Linked DNA regions of Mus musculus: regions 1, 2 and 4 are each linked to region 3. A link is a contact called in public Hi-C and promoter capture Hi-C data. All regions are on one chromosome and are shown on one strand. The core of a region is the stretch at or near the end of the contact, and the rest is flanking DNA. Distances in the headings are between cores, read along the strand shown. Region 1 overlaps Dgki (diacylglycerol kinase, iota). Region 2 overlaps Chrm2 (cholinergic receptor, muscarinic 2, cardiac). Region 3 holds the start of 1810058I24Rik (RIKEN cDNA 1810058I24 gene). Region 4 has its middle 120 kb from the start of Ptn.

What was found. Promoter capture Hi-C pulls out the DNA fragments that hold promoters and counts their contacts. A called contact is a pair of places that touch in the nucleus more often than the background predicts.
Region 1: a promoter capture Hi-C map of hippocampal neurons shows a contact between it and region 3, with 5 times the contacts expected there. The contact joins the enhancer-like site here to the promoter of 1810058I24Rik in region 3. A contact is called at or near these places in 4 of 39 promoter capture datasets (the 3T3-L1 cell line, hippocampal neurons and liver), 3 of 484 Hi-C or Micro-C datasets (the N1E-115 cell line, cerebral cortex and cortical neurons) and 1 of 115 datasets of contacts at active chromatin or transcription factors (astrocytes).
Region 2: a contact with region 3 is called in a Hi-C map of the N1E-115 cell line, with 4 times the contacts expected there. The contact joins the enhancer-like site here to the promoter of 1810058I24Rik in region 3. A contact is called at or near these places in 1 of 39 promoter capture datasets (hippocampal neurons), 2 of 484 Hi-C or Micro-C datasets (the N1E-115 cell line and cortical neurons) and 1 of 115 datasets of contacts at active chromatin or transcription factors (astrocytes).
Region 4: a Hi-C map of the N1E-115 cell line shows a contact between it and region 3, with 11 times the contacts expected there. The contact joins the enhancer-like site here to the promoter of 1810058I24Rik in region 3. A contact is called at or near these places in 3 of 39 promoter capture datasets (the 3T3-L1 cell line, hippocampal neurons and liver), 1 of 484 Hi-C or Micro-C datasets (the N1E-115 cell line) and 2 of 115 datasets of contacts at active chromatin or transcription factors (astrocytes and cardiomyocytes).

What each region holds. Positions count from the first base shown.
Region 1 is chr6:36,894,328-36,899,215 of GRCm38.p6, reverse strand. Dgki (diacylglycerol kinase, iota) reads left to right here. Exons shown (of 34, transcript NM_001081206.2): 29 at 4,415-4,440. Among named protein-coding and RNA genes, the nearest start is that of Gm52857, 6.8 kb to the left of the region's middle. Within about 2 kb of position 2,350, at least 37 of the 459 cell types and tissues checked have an H3K27ac peak or open chromatin away from gene starts, as enhancers often do.
Region 2 is chr6:36,468,838-36,473,596 of GRCm38.p6, reverse strand. The region is part of intron 2 of Chrm2 (cholinergic receptor, muscarinic 2, cardiac); the gene reads right to left. Among named protein-coding and RNA genes, the nearest start is that of Mir490, 49 kb to the right of the region's middle. Within about 2 kb of position 3,401, at least 1 of the 459 cell types and tissues checked has an H3K27ac peak or open chromatin away from gene starts, as enhancers often do. A contact at or near this core is called in the N1E-115 cell line, where this site is marked.
Region 3 is chr6:35,250,252-35,254,774 of GRCm38.p6, reverse strand. It overlaps 1810058I24Rik (RIKEN cDNA 1810058I24 gene), which reads right to left and starts at 2,065. Exons shown (of 3, transcript NM_001384235.1): 1 at 1,993-2,065. The coding sequence starts at 2,007.
Region 4 is chr6:36,687,840-36,692,110 of GRCm38.p6, reverse strand. No RefSeq gene overlaps it. Among named protein-coding and RNA genes, the nearest start is that of Ptn, 120 kb to the left of the region's middle. Within about 2 kb of position 2,305, at least 2 of the 459 cell types and tissues checked have an H3K27ac peak or open chromatin away from gene starts, as enhancers often do. A contact at or near this core is called in the N1E-115 cell line, where this site is marked.

The DNA.
Region 1 (4,888 bases), core at 1,101-3,600, 1.6 Mb before region 3:
TTTCCTAAAATGTTGATTTGAGAATCCAAACATTCCTAGATTACTATAACTTGTTATTCCATGTGTGGCCAAGGTCTCTGAGAGGCCTGCTCTTTTCTGAAGAGAAACAGAGGAGGGATCAATCTAGGGGAGAGGGGAAGTGGGAAAGGAGCTGAGAGGAGAAGAGGCAGGGGAAACGGGTCAGGATGCAATATATAGAAGAAGAATAAATAAATTAATTAAAAAAGAATGCAAGCTCCTTATGTCTGCACTAATTAAAATGTAAGGTAAAATACAAGTTATCCCTAAAATGGTAGAACACATTAAAAGTGTTTTATGTTTTGACATTTTAAATTGTTTACTTCTTATGCTATTTTTTCTTTCCTGCATCAATAAATAGCCTTCTTGCTCTTTCTCTCTACTGCTTTAGCTAAAGGCTGGGTAAGCCCATGCTACTCTAATGCACTAGCTAAACGCTGGACAAGCCTGTGTGCTCTCCATCTCCATGTATTTCCTGTCCTTGCATTCTTCTCTAGACGTCTCAAAGGCTCTATTTCTCTCCAGACTCACCGCTCCGTTCTCACTTCTTCCCTTTTCCAATGCCATGCATATTGAGTAACTCTTCTTAACTTCCTCATGCCCTCATATCTTTGGTATGTGACGCTGGCATTTCTTGTTTGGTTTGTCTTTTTGTGGATCTACGGTAGCTTTTTGATTATCTGTGATAGTTTCATTGGGTATGTTCTTTCCAGGACTTTGTGTGTTTTCAGACCCTGTTTTATCTGCACTCTCCTCTGGAATCTGGTTTAACATCTCAAGAACAGGACATCCCAGCTCAGATTGGGACTTTCTGCCTGAATTTGTGGAAAATGATGTCTCTGTGTCTCATTAATGTCACGACTGTTCTCCTGAAGCACAGTCTAACTTTTACTATATTTGGTGACTCTTCTTCATCGATGGCAGTTTCCCTTATAAATAGCTAGATTACTAAAAGATGCTTTTATTGGTTTCATGCTCCCAGTTATTTTTCATGGGTTTCAAGGAGAATTGAAAAACAGACATTTTTATTCTTGCTTCTTGACAGGGAAGTTTTACAGTAACCCCTCTGCTTATCCCCTCTCTGTTCTCTTTAGATCATTCAAAAATAGAAACCAGAAAATGTGGCTTTCAAACATTTTTTTGTATTTATTTTAGAAAGTAAATTCCAGACACGTGAAAATAGATTTATAGGCTCCATATGGAATGGCCCCCAACTCCCCCAGTCATGGGTTTTATCATTCTTTATGTGACAGCAGTACTGAGTTATTTATGTCTCTGATAACGTCTATGAAGTCTATGAAATTTCAGTTCTGGCTGTTTTATGTACCCGTTGCTTCTGTCTAGAATTTTTCTCTCACTTACCTAATGAGGTCTTATTAATTCCCTAAGGCTGGGGCCAAATAGTTCTGACCTTTAGAGTTTGTTTTACTCTTGGGGGACATTGACATGGCTGCTCTGTCCATGCTGCTCCCCTTTACTTAATACACATTTTTCTTGTTGTGAATCTCACTTTGTTATAAGCATTGGGTGTTTTTCTATATTATCTCACTAAGCTATAAATATGATTTTTATTCTTCACTAGATTATGACTCTTCTGATATTGTTCTTGGTTTCTCCATCACTTGATGTAGGACACACATTTGTGACCTTGCTACATGCATTAAGTCCAATGAATTGAAAGATTCCAACATGAATGATAACAATTTAGTTTAATAAAAGAATAACCAATCTTAGAAGGAGTCTTTGAATTCATATTTTGTTCTTGCTGGTGTCTTTTTCTCAGTTCCCTGTATTTGAATGAAATACGAATGTCAGTGGCACCAACAAAGTCATAAAGCATATCAAAAAACATATATATTGCATAAATCATAATAAAGTCTGGCAGTCAGGAAAATATAGAGGAGAACTCTACCTGAGTTATTAGTAAGTGTTAGTAATAGTTCATCGTGTGAAGGCAACACCTACCTCTAAGACTGTGTACATGGAAGGAAATTAAACAAGTTCTGGCCCAAGTCTCTCAGGATGGTGGGGATAGGAAGGTTTCCTGTGTACCTCAGCTGCTTGGCTCAGCTGTCAGGAAGATAATCTCTTCCTGATATTCAACCTCTGTTTTAAAATCAACTGCTTCTATTGCTCATTGCAGGACATTTCTTCTCTCCTGAGCTGAGTTCTGTGAAACTTTGTATGCCTGCTCCCAGCCTAAGTGGATGAGGTACATGTCTCAGTAGTATAATCTAGTGACATTTTGCAGTGAAAGGTGAAATTCTGAGTGAGGGTTGAAATACTCCATATGTCTTCAAATTCCACAAGTCCAGGAGTGTGGGAGACATTCAGCCACAGAAATGCAACATGACTAATCTGTGCAAAACACTCTGATAGTTCGTCCTCACTGCCTGGACCTACTTCAGAATGCATCCCCTTGGGACTTTAACAAAGCCATCTGGACTATTTCAGATTTAGTATGAAATGTTTTACAGAAAGGCAGCAAAGAATGCGCCTCAAGGGCTCCAACCTTGAGACATGCAGGGGGCTATGGGCATGGGTTTCTCTTTGTTCTCATTCTCTATCAGAAGTTAATTGTAAATATATGTTTATTTGCTTTACATAAGAAATAAATCGGGAGTGAAGATGTTCTTTTGTGAGGACACATGCTCCATGCCCCAGGCACCTTCGTCAGCACACATTATTTCCAATCTACATTCTTCTTTGGAATCAACTTCCAATTCCATTTTAACTTTGATTCCACACAGTCCCTGTTTAATTTTTTTCCTGCTGAAGCAGACATGGGCATCCCTTTGGCTGGATGGCTTGGGTATCTTTTGTGGAAGGGACCTCCTTCCAAGACCCCCTTTCTTCTAGAGAGATCAGGACAGTTCTTCTTAAGGTCCTTGAGAGGCGATGTGATCACTTTCAAAGAGCCTTCAATTGTGTTTGATTTTGAATACCATATGGTGGTACTGAAATGCTTTCAGTTCAACAAATGTAAAACCAGGGCCCGCTTTTTCTAACTAAGACATATTTCCACATTGCTAGGGGAAATAACCTACGAAGACCAGTATGAGGAGAGTACAAAATCTGGGAACTTTTAGAGACACGTAAATCGGTTTCAACAAGAGAGGCCAAGTGTTTTTCAAGTAATGATGGCTTAGTGACATGTCTGGTTTATTTGCCTCTTGGACACTGATTTTTTTTCCACCAAATCTTGGGATTTCATTTCATGTGCCAAATTCTACTTGAAATGGCTCATGAGGCTGAAATGAGTTAGCAGTTTGCACTAGCGGATGTTCAGATTGTTCTTTTCATCACAACTATGCGCGCAACTATTGCTATGTATTCACATAATAAAAGAGATATCATTCATCAGTAGGATCAAGGGCAACTGGATCATGCATCCTCGAGTTGTTTACTCTTGCTCCAACATCATTGACTATATCCCCCCACTTTTATTCACACCTCCACTAGTGTCAACTGAAGGGAAATAGTTTATGGTTGACATGATATTCCATTTGATAGCTGACTATGATAATTAGAGCTAAGCTTACAGGTTACACAGGAAAGTTATTGATTTATTAAACTTGTGAGGCCCAGTGGTTTTTGGTCTTATCCTGATTCTCATTGGTTTGGAGATAATAGGCCATCACACAGAAGTTTAAGCTATGTGCAATCATTAAATTTCCATGAGGAATGTCAAAAACAGGAAAATAATGATAATTGTGCACTCATTTTCTTTTAATTCTGTTATACTTTAAAAATGACTGAGCATGGCCCTTTGTGCGTTAAATCCAGCTCACATTTCTGTCTCTGGCATTTGTTCTAGGTGTTAGGCCTTGGGTATAAGTTTCACTTGATAACATAGTTCAATGCATTCTCATTCTTCCACAATAAGTTCAGACTTAACTAATTTGTTGCAGCCTTGAGATACCATGTCAAGCAGCCGACATTTAGTAACCCACAATACTTAACCAATCTAGATAATATGGAACTGTTGTTGATTAGAATATGCCCTTAACAAGTACATTAGTTACACTTACCATACTGAATTTCTCCTTAACTAACTTTTTCTTAAGGCTTATTTGTTAATCTTTTTTTATGTGCCTAAGTGTTTCGCCTGCATGTGTGGCTATGTACTATGTGTGTGCCTGGTAACCATGGAGGCTGTGGAAGTTGTCATATCCCCTGGAACTGGATTTAAGGATGTCAGTGAGCCACCAAGTAGATGCTGGGAACTAAACCTGGGCTCTCTGCAAGGATAGCACGTGCTCCTAACCTCTGAAACATCATTTCTCCAGCCCACCTTAACTAAATTTTGACTATATAATTTCTATAATGTTATGTGTAGTTGTTGTTATCCTTATCATATATAAAATATTTATCATGTTTGTATTATTTTTTATAGGTCCCCAGTCTCTTCAGAAGATCATGGTAAGAACATGTCATTTTTATTCTAAATTCTGCACTCAAAATTTCCTGGTCCTTCTAGCTCAGTGTCATAGTTGATCACTATTAAGAAAGTGCATGAAAGATGTTGACGCTGTAGCATTTTAGTGTGAAATGTCAAACAGTTCTGAAAACATAAAGCTGCGGTTCATATCTGGTGTTATTTTCCTATTAGTTGTAAACATTTTGGTTGACAAGCATTGTGAAGTTTAATATCATCTGTGTTTCTATCTGCCATCACAAATGTCTCATAACTTTTGAGGTGAGCATTATTTTCTGTGAGTCAGATTCTCATGTCTAAAATGAGGAGGTGTTACAGGAGAGTCCTGCCTATCCAGACTGGACTTTGTGAGGCCTCATCTCTGTGTTGGCAGAGTGCTTTAAATCTGAAAGGGTCTGGTCAGGGAGTGAGGGAGCTGGTTACTCAGTGAGG
Region 2 (4,759 bases), core at 2,152-4,651, 1.2 Mb before region 3:
CCAAAGGGACATGGACATTCTCTGTCTATAGGAGCAAGCAGAACTGTGGTCAACAGAGACCAAAGTGTCCTCCTCGTTGGGTGCTACAAAGACTTGGATTAGGGAAAGTCTCCCAGATTCTTTGAACAATGGGCACCAGAGCCATTCCCATATTTCTTCAATGTAGCTTCCAAGAAGTGCTGCTTCTCCAGGGACTGTTGAGGAGCCAGTGGGAAGGGACACTGCCATTCCTCTGCTCATCTACGACTTCTGGCAAATTTAAGTAAAATGATGAGATAACAATAAAAAGAAAATAACCTTCATAGGGCTCCATATTCTGTCCTCTGGTTATATTGATCTCTAAGTTCAGCTCACATTTTAAAGAAATCCTCTTAGGAAATAACAATGGAGCTATAGGCTAAGGGATTTGGGTTGGGCTGAGTGAATTTACAGTTTCCATTTCTTTAACAATAAAAGAAAATATTAGGATGTTCTTATACTAGGAAAATGAGGACACTGGTAATCTTCAAACCCTCTGGGAAGAGGGAGAGTAGGGAAGTGAATGACATGGGGGAAACTTTCCATCTCCCTTTGCTCCCAATAAGCCCAGGGACATCTCTTTTATCTATTGGTGATGGAGGATTCAGAAACCAGATCTATTTCCAATCTGGGCTTCCTGTTGCTATCTATGTGTTTTAATCTTAGGTCAGAGAGAAGTATTTTTTTCTAGATGACTAAGAGTTGGCATTTCCCCTTAAACAGTACATTTATATTAAAGTTCATCTTGAAAACAGCTCAGAGAGGAGAGACAGTGTATAAAACAGAAGGCAAAGAAAACCAGAGAATTAAAATCAGGAAGGTACAGATTCTTTCTCTTTCTTCTTTTATGTAAAAACCACAGTATGTTCTGTGCCATTCCACGGACTTGAGATATATTCTACCCTTGCATGCTCCACCCTCTGTACCTGTTCAACAGCTTTTGTAAATTCTTCCTTTGGTACTGCTATAGTAAGATAAAATGAACTCTCTCTCTCTCCATTCACCTCCCACTAGGTGATGATAAAATAAGAAAGCCAACATCCAACAACAGCATCTTGCTGGTAGGCTTCCCAGACTCCAAAACTATCATAAGTTCATGTCAACTGACTACAAATGTCAAATGCAGTGGTACTCTGGTACAACAACATGAAATGGACTAGAATCTGTGTTCTATTGCATCTGTGGATTATGTAAGACCCAACTCATGGCCAGGTTTTAGATGAATAAGATGCTGATAGGACATACAATAGGGCTTCCTCTAGTTAAATTATCTACTGGGATTTTTATCCCTCACTAGGGACTCATAAATTGCCAGGTCAAGAGTAAGATGCTACAGCTCGAAATGTCCCAAAGCAGCAAAGAAACATCAAGTGAAAATACTGCGTTCATTATATTATTTTCACTTACATCAGCATATTTTTCAAGCCTGAATGTATTAATGTATGGGCATGATACAAGCACAAAATACTGTGACTCATGAAGGGGGCATTCAGGACATCTTTTTATAATTCCATCATAAGAAACTAACAGGAAAGATCAGTGTTTTTCTTCTCTCTCTCTCTCTCTCTCTCTCTCTCTCTCTCTCTCAAAAGTAGTTGTGTGTTAAAGGAAAACATGGATGTTTAATAATAGTCTTTTGTAGCCAGATGGAAATGGAGACCAGCAGAGCGAGAGGAGAAACTGTGAAAATTGTGCATCCTGGGGTCTTTCTACCTGTGAAAATAATTAACATTCAACTAAATGAAAATTATCCCCAAGATCAAGACCTGCTCTATTTAAGTTAATGTGCCAGAAAAGAGGAGGAAAACAATTGAAGCAGCCAGTGAGAAAGCTATTAGTGAAATGAGAGTCTAGCTACAGCTTTTTTTCCTATAGAATAAATACATAGTGCACTTACAGGGTTTACAAAACTTGTCACTATAAAGATTCAAATATACCATCAGTTATTGTTACATATCAAAATGTTATAAAGTATAGTTTTATCCAATACAAATTGCCTCTTCTTCCAAGGCTATCAATTAACTATTGTATATTCTTGCATGAAGGAAATACATATGGGTAAAGAAAGAGTGTAAAGTGCTAAGTAAGAGCAGCAGGAACTAAGACCCTGATGGCATCCTTTCAGCACTCCCTGGGCTTCTTGGTTCTCATCCACTCTGCCTTCTGCATATTCAAATCCTAAATTTTATTTTCATCCTAGAACTTTCATTCTTAATGCTGAACTAATTTATCCTAGTACCTACCACATAGCTCTCTAAGAATAGCACGTGGCAATTCAGAAAGGAAGCTGCAGTGATCAAGGCACTGTTGGCATGGCATTATTACCTTCGATCAACAAGAAAAGGGATAGAAGCAGGTGCTTAGCTCTCTGAAGGCGTTGGATGGTGGATCTGTAGCCCCCCCCCCCCCCCATCTCAATATAGCAGCACGTTGTGATTAAACTGAAGGCACAGTGAGTGCTCCCCACCTAAGCATGCTCTTTTCCTTTGGTCCTCATGTGGTGTGACTTCTGGGCTGTTTCCAACTGATCTGCTGCAAGGAAGGACACTCAGAGTGTAGTGTACCCTATCTTAGACACATGGATACCAGGCAGAGCAGAAGAGTGAGAGTGAAGTAGCCCCAAAGCAGCTTTCTTTTCTAGTGATGTTTGCCTTTCCTGTGTAGTTTGGTCTTCCTATATGGTTTGTAATTCCATAAATTCACTGTTCATGGAAACAAAACACAAAGGGAAATTTGCATAAGAAAACTACCAAATATGAAGAGGAAAAACATACAAAGGTCAAAACAAGAGACTGAATTAATGGGTTCAGATCAATGTAAACTCAATGGAACCATGCACAAAGATGGGTAACATGGAATAGGAAAGTGATGTAATTATGGAATGAGTTACATCATTTGACCCCAAACATGACCCATGCAAATAGACAATTATGAAAGGAACATCACATAATGCTAAACATATGTCCCTGTTTTATATGCCTAGATAATAATAGGTCACCAAGGTTTGAATAGTGACATAGCTCTTCATCTAATAATGAAAGGAGACAAATCTGCTACACTGGAATCATCTCCCTCTGGTAGCTTATTAAAGTGCCAGCTCATGCTCTGGGCTTCCTCAAGGAGGGGATGTTAATCTGACTGACAGAAGCAACTGAACTCTGTAAGCTCTATTTGAAGAAAAAGGTAATTTATTTCTCCACTAAGATTCAGTATTTGTTATACAGTTAACTAGCTCAGTTCTGATACAAGCTCCCTTCTCATCACTAGAGTGCGAGATCTAAAGAATTTTTGAGCAGGAAAAAGGCATATACTGCTTTGAGCCATTCTTCACTTTAAATTAATTTCTAGCCTCTACTAGAGTCTGCCTTTTTCTTGCACCTACCCCTAAGAAGAAATACCTGGAAAAAAGAGTGAGCCAGCATGTACAACAGCATGGTCCATACTACCACACTTTCTCTGAGTTAGATTTTTGTTGTTGTAAATGGCTTGATTCATTTGAAATGTAGGCACAAGTCACATGCTCCAATAAAGGGCTTAAACTTTTGGTTGGGATGTCTGTTCCAGCCACAGACTATGACTGTGCACACAGCATAATTAAATGATGAGAGGTTCTAGTAAATATTGGTCCCAGTGACAGGAAGAACAAGGGGAACTTTCTGTACAACTGAAATATTCGTGACCCTAGGAAGAAGTCACAGAAAAAACTTTTCTAGAAAATTTATCTATACACTTTTGGGAACATTTTTGTAGGTGGCTGTAAAGAGCAACTGGTCAACCCTACTGAGGAGGTCTCTGAGAGTTCCATTTTATGGTACCACAAAGATGGAGAGATGGATGGAGACAAGGAGTATGGAGCACAGAGATGCTCAGTATAAGGACAGTCACTAAAATGACACAAAAAATAAACAAAAGTGACTGGTCTGGAGTTTTTTAAATGATTTCTGAGAGGCAGTGCTCTACAACTGAATTCTGGCCATAATGGATAGAGACTAGCAACTTGGACATCAGAAGACCAAAGCTTAACAACTTAAGAAGAAAGCAAACTGAACAGCACTCCAGGTCCCCCAGTCCTATTATAACGTTACTATAAAGCTGGCTTAGGAGATCCTCACTTAAATCTGTCAGTCATCAGGGTAATATTAATATACTAGCAACAGCAGAATAAAGAACGAGAAAACAAAAAGAAGGTAGAAGAGAAATTAAAATGTTGTCTTTAACATAACATGGTGTATTTAATAATGATGGGCATGGCACAACTGTAAGTTTATTTTATATTGCCACATTAGAAACAAAAACCCCTTTTGTCCTGTGTCAAATACTGTGGAGACATGTTTGGATGTATTCTTGATGCCTTTGCACTTGTCTCATTGCAAATCCCCATAAGACACCAATTCTCCTCATTTCTCACAGTCAGACCCCTGCCCCAGGGTTTTTCTCATAGAAGAGATTTTGTACTCTGCTCCAGAAGCCTTTGATACCCATGACTTTAGCTGGTGACCCTTTAATAAAAGGGATATGCAAAAGATAAAAACCAAGGAACAAGAAGGAAGGATGCGTGGCAGAACCTCAGAGGCTGAGCAAACCAAGAAAGGAAGAGCATGCCTACAGATCCCTGGAGAACTTCTGGAGATTTAAAACAAAAGTGTCTGCACCTTGCTCAAGGGTCCAGTGCTTAGGCTGTTGAGTGATGGGTATGGGAGGAGAAGGAATGAGGGGTGCACAAGTTCCCTGAGGGACTCAC
Region 3 (4,523 bases), core at 816-3,315:
AGCAAGCAGCGGGAGACAAGATTAGAGACAGGGAGAGAGCCTCCCAGCTGCTACACCCAGATATGGTCCCCTCACTCCGCAATTCTGAGCTATCCCAGGACAGAACCCACACAGCACGGTGCACAGGCCCCAGCAGCTGAATGAGGGTGAGTTATGAGGAGGTGATGCTACTGGGCCCCAGGGGGAAGAGGAACAGAAACTGTAGCAGTGTTCAGGTGCCCTGACACTCACAGCAGTGCTCACAGTCCAATTCCCATCTAGGTGTTCCTTCAAAGAACTTCAGCCAAGCTAGGAGCAAGCTGTGGAGTGCGGTGTGGAAATAGGGGTAATGGGTAGACAAGCCACACAATCAAATGCAAGTTTTCAACTTAGGCAACATCTCAGAGGTTACAAAGTATTCAGCTGCCTTGCACCATCAAAGGGAAGAGCCTGGAATCTTTCCACCACACCCAAGCCTCTCCTATCAGTGGGAGGCCAGTTCCCATTTCTGATACCTTACAGAAGAGACAGGGCAGTATATCTCAACCACGATTTAGTGTTTACGTGTTCAACATCTTGGCTCCTTTTGAAACCTCATGAGGTGCAAACTGAAGCATAGAAAATTTAAATAACCTGGCCAACACCCACCCAACCCCACGTCCCCAACACACACACATACACACACACCTTGAGATTAAAGATAGGGTCTAAACTCTTAACCATTTAGAAAACAGTTGAAACGGCTAATGTAAAAAGCAAGATTTGCAGAAACTAGCAGTGTTTGACCAAGTTCCACAAGAGGAAAGTTGATTCCATCTCTGTACATCTGATTCCACTTTTCCCAACAAAAGCAATGAAGAGGAGACAGACCCAGGGCAAGAGAAGGAACATCAGTTACATCCTAGCTAAGCATCTAATGGTCGGCTTCAGCATCTCTCCATAAATGTTGAAAATTTTGAATTTTCCAATCAAAACCCATGTTTAAGTACAGAGCGCTAGTCCCGCACCAGGTAGCCTCATTCAGCAAAGCACTTAAAAGGTTAAGTGTAATCGATTTAATGTTCTCCCTGCTTATCAATGAACAGCAAATGCAGTGGAAGGGCCAATCCTATCACCTTACACTAGCTGGCTGATGCTGCTTTTAAAAGTGATTCCTAACAAGTAAATTACTGCTAATTACTCCTACCTCCTAAACTAAGGCCTAGTTAGGACACTAGAGAAACCCCAGAGGCAACTGAGTCTTTGTAGGGCAGTTTTATGTAAACAATACTCATTCTCGGAGCACCAGGTAGCCACTGACCGTGGGAAAGAAAGAAGATATCTGCTTTATTAGAATTCGAAGATGAAACGCTTTCATCTGAAAGTGTTTGAAAACTTTCATCTGAAAATTTGACTGGCAAGTTTCCTAGAATCCTCAACAGGCAATTTTAGAAATACTTGATTTTTGCCAGAAAAACGTGTTAACTCAAAAAGGAGACTTGAAAGGGTGTGGGGAGGGGCAGGTTTTTACAAGAGTTACTCGCAGGGCAGTCTGACTCACTCCTCAAAGCGGGCAATCTGTAAAGGTCTGAAGAGGGAGGGCACTGTGGATCTCTCGCTGCGACCTCGTGATGTGGCTGACTAATGCACGGCGTGTGAAAGGCACTCTGAGGCCTCAAATAAGCCGTATATAATAGATGGGGGTCTACGGGAAGTCGCGTGGAGAGGACAGGAGCCAAGTCATCTTGATGACTCCTCCGACCCAACTTACCGCGAAGATTTCGCCAAGAGCTCACAGTAAGTGGTTTTTTGAAAACGCAGTCATATCACTGACACCCCAAAGTTTTCGGAACTTGAAGGACTACATATAAACAAACCCAGGCAAAGACCCAAGGACTTAGGAGGAGGCCAGAGGAAAACTGCGCGAGCAAACCCGAGGGCGACGAGCCCCAACTGCAGAGCCGTGCACCGCCGACCCGGGACCCCGGGGGAACGAGGCGACCGCGAGGCCCGATCCTCCGAGGCCCCACTCACCAGGAACTGGAGCATGATGTCGGTGGGGAGGGCGAGGAGGGTGTGAGAGGTGCTCCAGCTCCAGCTCGGCTCCGGGACTCCTCCCCGGCGCGAGGGCGGAACCCGCTGCCAGGTTCCGGTTTACGCCCCGCCCCGCCCTGCCCCGCCCTCTCCATTCCCGGAAGCGACTCGCGGAGCCGCAGCGCCCTCTGACGGCCATCTCGGGAAGCAAGAGGGCGAGGTGCAAACCTAGGCCTCTTTGAACCAAAGCCTCCGGGTGACAAGGACGCTGGCAATTGTATTAATACAGTCAGACGTGGCTGTGTTACCTACTAAACCAGGGTGGGGGTGAGGTAGCGGGTGCCATGCCAAGTGAACAACTCACTCTCCTGGGAGCCTTTATGAAGTCCACACTAATCTCCACCACAGCCGACTCTCAGACGAAAAGGGGGAAAAGGTTCCATTTCACAAAAGCCCACAAGTGTGCTATGCAGCCTAGTTAAGGGTAGTCCTCAGCCACGTGATAGATGATGGAGAGAGGTCTGCGGAGTCTGGCACGACTGGATCCAAGTAGCGATTGCTGGCAGCCACCAGCAACCTATCTGAAGTTTACTTCCTCCTCAAGTGGAGCGCGAATCATCTACCATGCAGGAGCCAAAGATGAATCCACTCTTGTCCGGTCGCGCTGCTGGTCACCCACATACACAAGCACATCGAAACCACCCTTCTCATGTTGCTCTCAGTCTTTGGAATTGACCTTTATCTAGTTAAGGGGTACTCTGGCTTCAAATAACAGAAAAACAAATCAGCTGCGCCTAGTGGGGCTGTTAACCCTGGGACAATGGCAGAGGACTACTTAACATATCAAAGTGGACCTGGCCTCCTGGTCCTCGCCAGCATCCCTCAGTCCCGGCCTGTTACAGGGTGTGGCTGGCACATGCAGCCCTCTACCCTAAACTCACCAGTTCAGGGGCTGGGCTGCTTTTCCCGATGAGGCTTTTCCCTATATAATCCAGCCATTTTGGTTACCTGAACTGTGATGGTTTACATATGCTCGTCCCAGGGAGTGGCACTATTAGAAGGTGTGGCCTTGTTGGAGGAAATGTGTCACTGTGGGGATGGACTTGGAAATCTTCCTCCTAGCAGCTTGAGGATGCTCTCTGGCTTCCTTCAGATGAAGATGTAGAACTCTCAGCTCTGCCAGCACCATGCCTGCCTGGATACTGCCATGCTTCCACTTTGGTGACAATGGACTGAAACTCTGAACCTGTAAGCCAGCCCCAATTAAATGTTGTCATTTCTAAGAGTTGTCTTGGTCATGGTGTCTCCTCACAAAAGTAAAACCCTAACCAAGACCCGAACCTTTTGTTCCTTTGCCCTTTGGGCCCCTGTATCTCATTCTGCTGCCTCTCCCCTCCTCAAAAGAGGAAAATATCTCTCTCTCTCTCTCTCTCTCTCTCTCTCTCTCTCTCTCTCTCTCTCTCTCTCTCTCTCTCTCCCAGCTCAATCAAAGTCAAGTTCTTTGAGCTCCCAGATGTCCTTGCCTCTAGCTATGTCTCCCTTTCTTCTCCAACCAACTTTCTCCTCCACCATCCCTAGTCAAGCCCTCTCTCAGAATTTCCCTCCATTTCTGTGTTTCTCCATCCATCCACCTCATTACTTCTCTCCCTCCTCCCAACTCATCTGCTAAACTGACAAAAGAGCTGATTAGAGGGGAAAAAAATAGAATAAAACATAAAGATCACACACCACCAAGGGAAAGGTCAATAGGTTTGGCATACTAAAATGTATTTAAATTGAGAAAAAATAACCCAGTGTACTTTAATAGCTGCAGAGAAAGTGGGGTGAGGCATTCTGAATTTTTTATTTAATCACTTTTACCCCTAAAAAATAATAATAACACAATGCACTGGCTAGTTTCATGTCAGTCTGGTGCAAACTAGAGTTATCAGATAGAAAGGAGTCTCAATTGAGAAAATGTGTCTCCTCTAAGATCCAGCCCCAAGGCATTTTCTTAATTATTGATCAATTGATCAGTGGTGTCTCACGCCTTTAATCCCAGCACTCCGGAGGCAGAGGCAGGCGGATTTCTGAGTTCGAGGCCACCCTGGTCTACAAAGTGAGTTCCAGGACAGCCAGGGCTATGAGGACCTGAGTTCCGGTGCTGGGCAGCTAGACTGACAAATCTCTGAGGCTTGCTAGCCATCGAGCCTAGCCCAAAGCTGTGGATTCCAAGCCAGTGAGCGACCCTGTTTCAGAAAGTAGGATGCAGAGTATCTGAAGCGTGACATCTAAGGTGAACTAACCTCTGATCTCCACTTACACATACATACACATTTAACAATTGAGGTGTTATCAATGGTGTGACAAACGCAGGAGGAAACCTAGAATACATATCGGAGAAAGCACTATAGACAACTACTGATTGGACAAAAACGAGAGGCATCCATTGTACATTCCTCCCAGTTCTTCAGAAGATCCAACATTTTCAAAATAATGTGGGGAAAGTGGGATTTAGGAAAGGCTAAATTCACACCTTGTACAGTATAGAT
Region 4 (4,271 bases), core at 1,056-3,555, 1.4 Mb before region 3:
ACTGGCGCTGGATACTCAGAGTCCGTGTTGACTCCTTTATTGGAAAAATGATGCTCTTAAGGGGGTACATTATTAAGATTAGAGGACAAGAAGCAGAATAAGATATTATTTATTATTTAAGTACTTGTAAATTTTTATCTACGAGAGAGAGAGAGAGACAGAGACAGAGAGAGAGAGACAGAGACATAGAGAGAGACAGAGAGAGAGAGAGAGACAGAGAGAGAGAGAGAGAGAGAATTGGGGTATTCTGCTGCTCAGTGCAGGCACCTGGCAACTCACTGGTTGTGTCTATATCACAGCCACAGGTGCTGGCTGGAGTTCGGAAGCTCAGCTGTTACTAGGGGCTTTAACAGATTGACAGCTGCTTTTGAGACCCAAGCTTGAAACTGAGGCTAATAAAGTCCTAGCACAGAACTTGAAGTCTGGTTTGTGGAGACAAGGCCACCATCCTGTGGAATCTCAAGGAACTGCAGTGAAGCAGTCCCCTTGTGTGATTAAGATGTGGAGGGCAGAGTCCTCAATGCATCCACCCTGGGAGAAAGCTGTGGAACATGTGATCAACCTACCTAAGCAGTGTGCAACAAACCTGGAAAAGATCCAGGGAAGGGTCAGAGAAGGGTGATTCCGAGTAAAAGGCAGACTGAAGTTACGAAAATGTGTATGATTAGAATCAACGAGATCATAAAATGTAAGATGAGGACTTGTCCATATCGAGATTTGCTAAAACTAAGGTTGAAGTCTCAAGTATGATATCCAAATCCACGGTTTTTTACCAGGAAATACCTTTAAACCTTTTCACATATTTAGCTTTTAAATAAGCTAAGTGGTGTACGATGCTGTGTTAATGTTTTTGAATAGTCATGCCAGTAAGGCCAATTATCAGGAAGTTTGGAAGTGACAAATTGTCTTCAAAATGCCAAATTGTTTTGGCAATATTAAGAATCTCTGCCTGTTTCTATGGAAATCCCACACTTATCTACCCTCTGGCACCCAAACACTGTTATGTTGTTTACAACATAATGACAGCGTTCCAAAATATTAGAAATGCACAATGTTGGTGCTTGGAATTGTGAAGCTAATAAAATGGTAAGAATATGTGTGCCGAGAAGAACATTCAATATTCAAAATTACGTCTTCAAGGCTTTTTTATTTTAGAAAAAAGAGAAAATTCCCCAAGTACACTGCTATGGTGTCAGATGGATGACATCAAAGATGAGTTATTAACCATGTTTTAGATCCTGTAGCCAAGTTAATGTGGTTATTGGTTGTGGGCAATATAGATTTATCGATTAATGATACATAAAAATATATTGCCCTTAAAAATATAGGGCTGAAATGTTAGGTGTAATGGCTTCTACATGCCATCTAGACAAAGGCTCCTCTTACTTCATGGTTAGTGATAGACTGAAAAATAGTCTGAATTGTTCTGAGTGTTATCAAGCAACCACTCTAGAGTTAAGTTGCTCTTTCTGTATGTTGGGTATTTCTAACACAATATTGTTGATTCTATTCTTCTTGCCCTTGTTATATTTTAATCAATGATATGACTAAGTACTTAGAAAACATAGTTACTGAATTAGTACATGATAAAAAATTGAAGAGTAGCTTACATGACAAATTTCAGAATGAAGTTTTAAAATGATTGTGATGAACCTAATCCAAAATAATGACACTTAATGAAGCTAAGCTGTCTTGTAATATAGGCAAAATAATGACATTTACAACGGGATTGGGAGGACTGTTCTTTGAAAGAGTTTGCATAAAAGTACTCTGGGACTCTAGTTTACTGTAAAGAAAATCCTCCCACTCCGAGGTATACTTTACTTAAATGGAAGTTTGGATCCCCCAATGAAATTTGGTGGCAGATGATCTCTGAGGGAAAGACATGTGGACACCAAAATAGAGCAGATGAAAAGAGGGCTTCAGTGAGCCAGGGGCTGCCAATCTGATGAGACTTTTATAGCCTATCTTTCATTTTCCTGCTTTTTGAAATGAACATCCCAGAACAACAAAGGCATTCATTGACCTGTGGTAATTTCCATCTCCCAAATTTTATTCTGGCTTTCTATACATCTCTCTTTTCCATCAACTCATTCTGAAGTTCTTTGCTTTCACTTTCCCTATGTTAATATTTCTAGGGAGGAGGATGGGAGGAGGGAAGCCTTAACTTCCCTAAAGCCTTGAGGGCTGACTGGGGTTGCAAGTCATTTTATAAACCAGCAGTTTTTTCTAGTTCTGTGATAATAAAATAATCTCTGTTTCAGGTGTGAGGTTTATGCATCCATGTTGACTGGACCTGTGATCTGACTCTCTCTCCCTCTTTCCCTTTCTGCCTCTCTCTCTCTCTCTCTCCCTCTCTCTCTCTCTCTCTCTCATTTATAATCTTCCAAGAAACAGAGAAAATATTTAAATGTTTATAAAACTATTTATATTTGGAGGGGATATCAGTGAGGAAAGTGTCTTGGTTGCTTATTTCTCTCTGCAAAGAATATTTCTAACGTTTAAGGGCATTTTCATTTCAGCGTGAAAGAAGACACACACAGCACACACACACACACACACACACACACACACACACACACACACATGCACACCCTCTGAACAGCTAAGCAGGCTTACCATAGAATCAGTGGGTTGTTGTTTAAAACACAGTTTCTACCTAAACCACAGCTTGTCCCAAATTACTTTTTTCCCTCCTCTTCTTACCTTGACTGCTGAGTCCATCCTACATTCTGTGCATGAATTGCCTAGGCAATGAAGATGTATAATCAATCACTGGCTGGAAGGAGATGAGGAGATCCTTCAGGAAGAGCTGGCTAATCCCCAAGGTAAGGCTCTGAGGAGACTGAGGGCTGGTCAGAGAAACACTCTCTATTGCTCATAAGACAGGGGGACACATTTTCCTCCTCATCCAGGTCATACCAACAGTTCTAATTTGGATCCTGGGCTAATGCTATAAGAGTTAGTTAACCAAGAATCTGAAACTAGATAGCCCAGGGTCCTAGGGTAAAACCAAATACTATGATTCTACTAAAACCATGTAGCAATAAAAGGACTCTTAATGACCTTCTGTTCTACTCATAGATCAGGGCCTTGCTTAGCCATCATCAAAGAAATTTTCTCCTGCAGAAGAGAGATGCTAACACAGAGATCTACAGAGAGACAGCCAGACATGACACAGACACTGAGAGACCTTGGAACACTCAGCCAAAATGGGAAAATTCTCTCAAATTCCTTCCCTCAGGGTTAGGGAAATCTTGTGGAAGAGGAGGCAGAAAAGAGTATAAGAGCCAGAGGCGATGGAGATCACCAAGGTAACAAGGGCATTCAAAACAGAACAGGTCTGAGGTGCATGTGAACTCAGTGACAGAAGCCACATGTACGGGGACTGCATGAGACTATAACAGATGGGGTCCTAGATCTGAAAGGAGTAGGTACACATGCCCCATGCCTGACCCAGAAGCTAACTCCGACGAATAATTACTTGAAAGTAAAAATTTAGTTTTCTCCAAGGAAGGCTCACTGGGAAAATTACTCTTATGGGCAGGCTGCATGCGCAGCAGTAGATGGCCAATATAGCATTAACTCAGCAACTTCTTTGGTGGTTCCTTGTCTCATAATGTCAGGTTGGGGCCCCTTATTGTTTTAAATTGTGTCATATATATATATATATATATATATATATATATATATATATATATAATGTTTTGTCCTATTCTGAGGTGTTACTTTTTGTTTTATCTTACTTTAGTATAATCTCTCAGACTCCTGTTTCTTTTCTAATGAAAGCTGAGTGGATCTGGATGTCAGCAGTGGGGAAGAACTGGGAGTAGAGGGAGGGGAAACCATAATCAAGGTCTGATATAGAAAAAACCCACACATCTATTTTCAATTAAAGGAAAAATAGTAAGATTAATTTAGGAGTTATTTTATTTCTAAAGTGTTTTTGATTATTTTTGAAGGTCTAATGAAATCTAGATGCATTTTCCACATTGTTAACTCTTACTCATGATAATATTTATTTTTTATCAATATTTATTTTAATTTTAGTTTTTGATAAGCTTTGTTTATCAAAGCTTTGTTTGAAAAGAAATATTTACAATCATTCCTTATTAAACTACCAAACATACAAGTGATTTCTTTTATGAGATATTGCTATATAGCTTATGTAAGATTCAAACTCATCAGCCTCTTACCTCAGACTTGTCAAGATCTGGCAGTACAGGTCCTCCATTATGCCCATATCACCAAGGACTCTTGCACTTTTATTT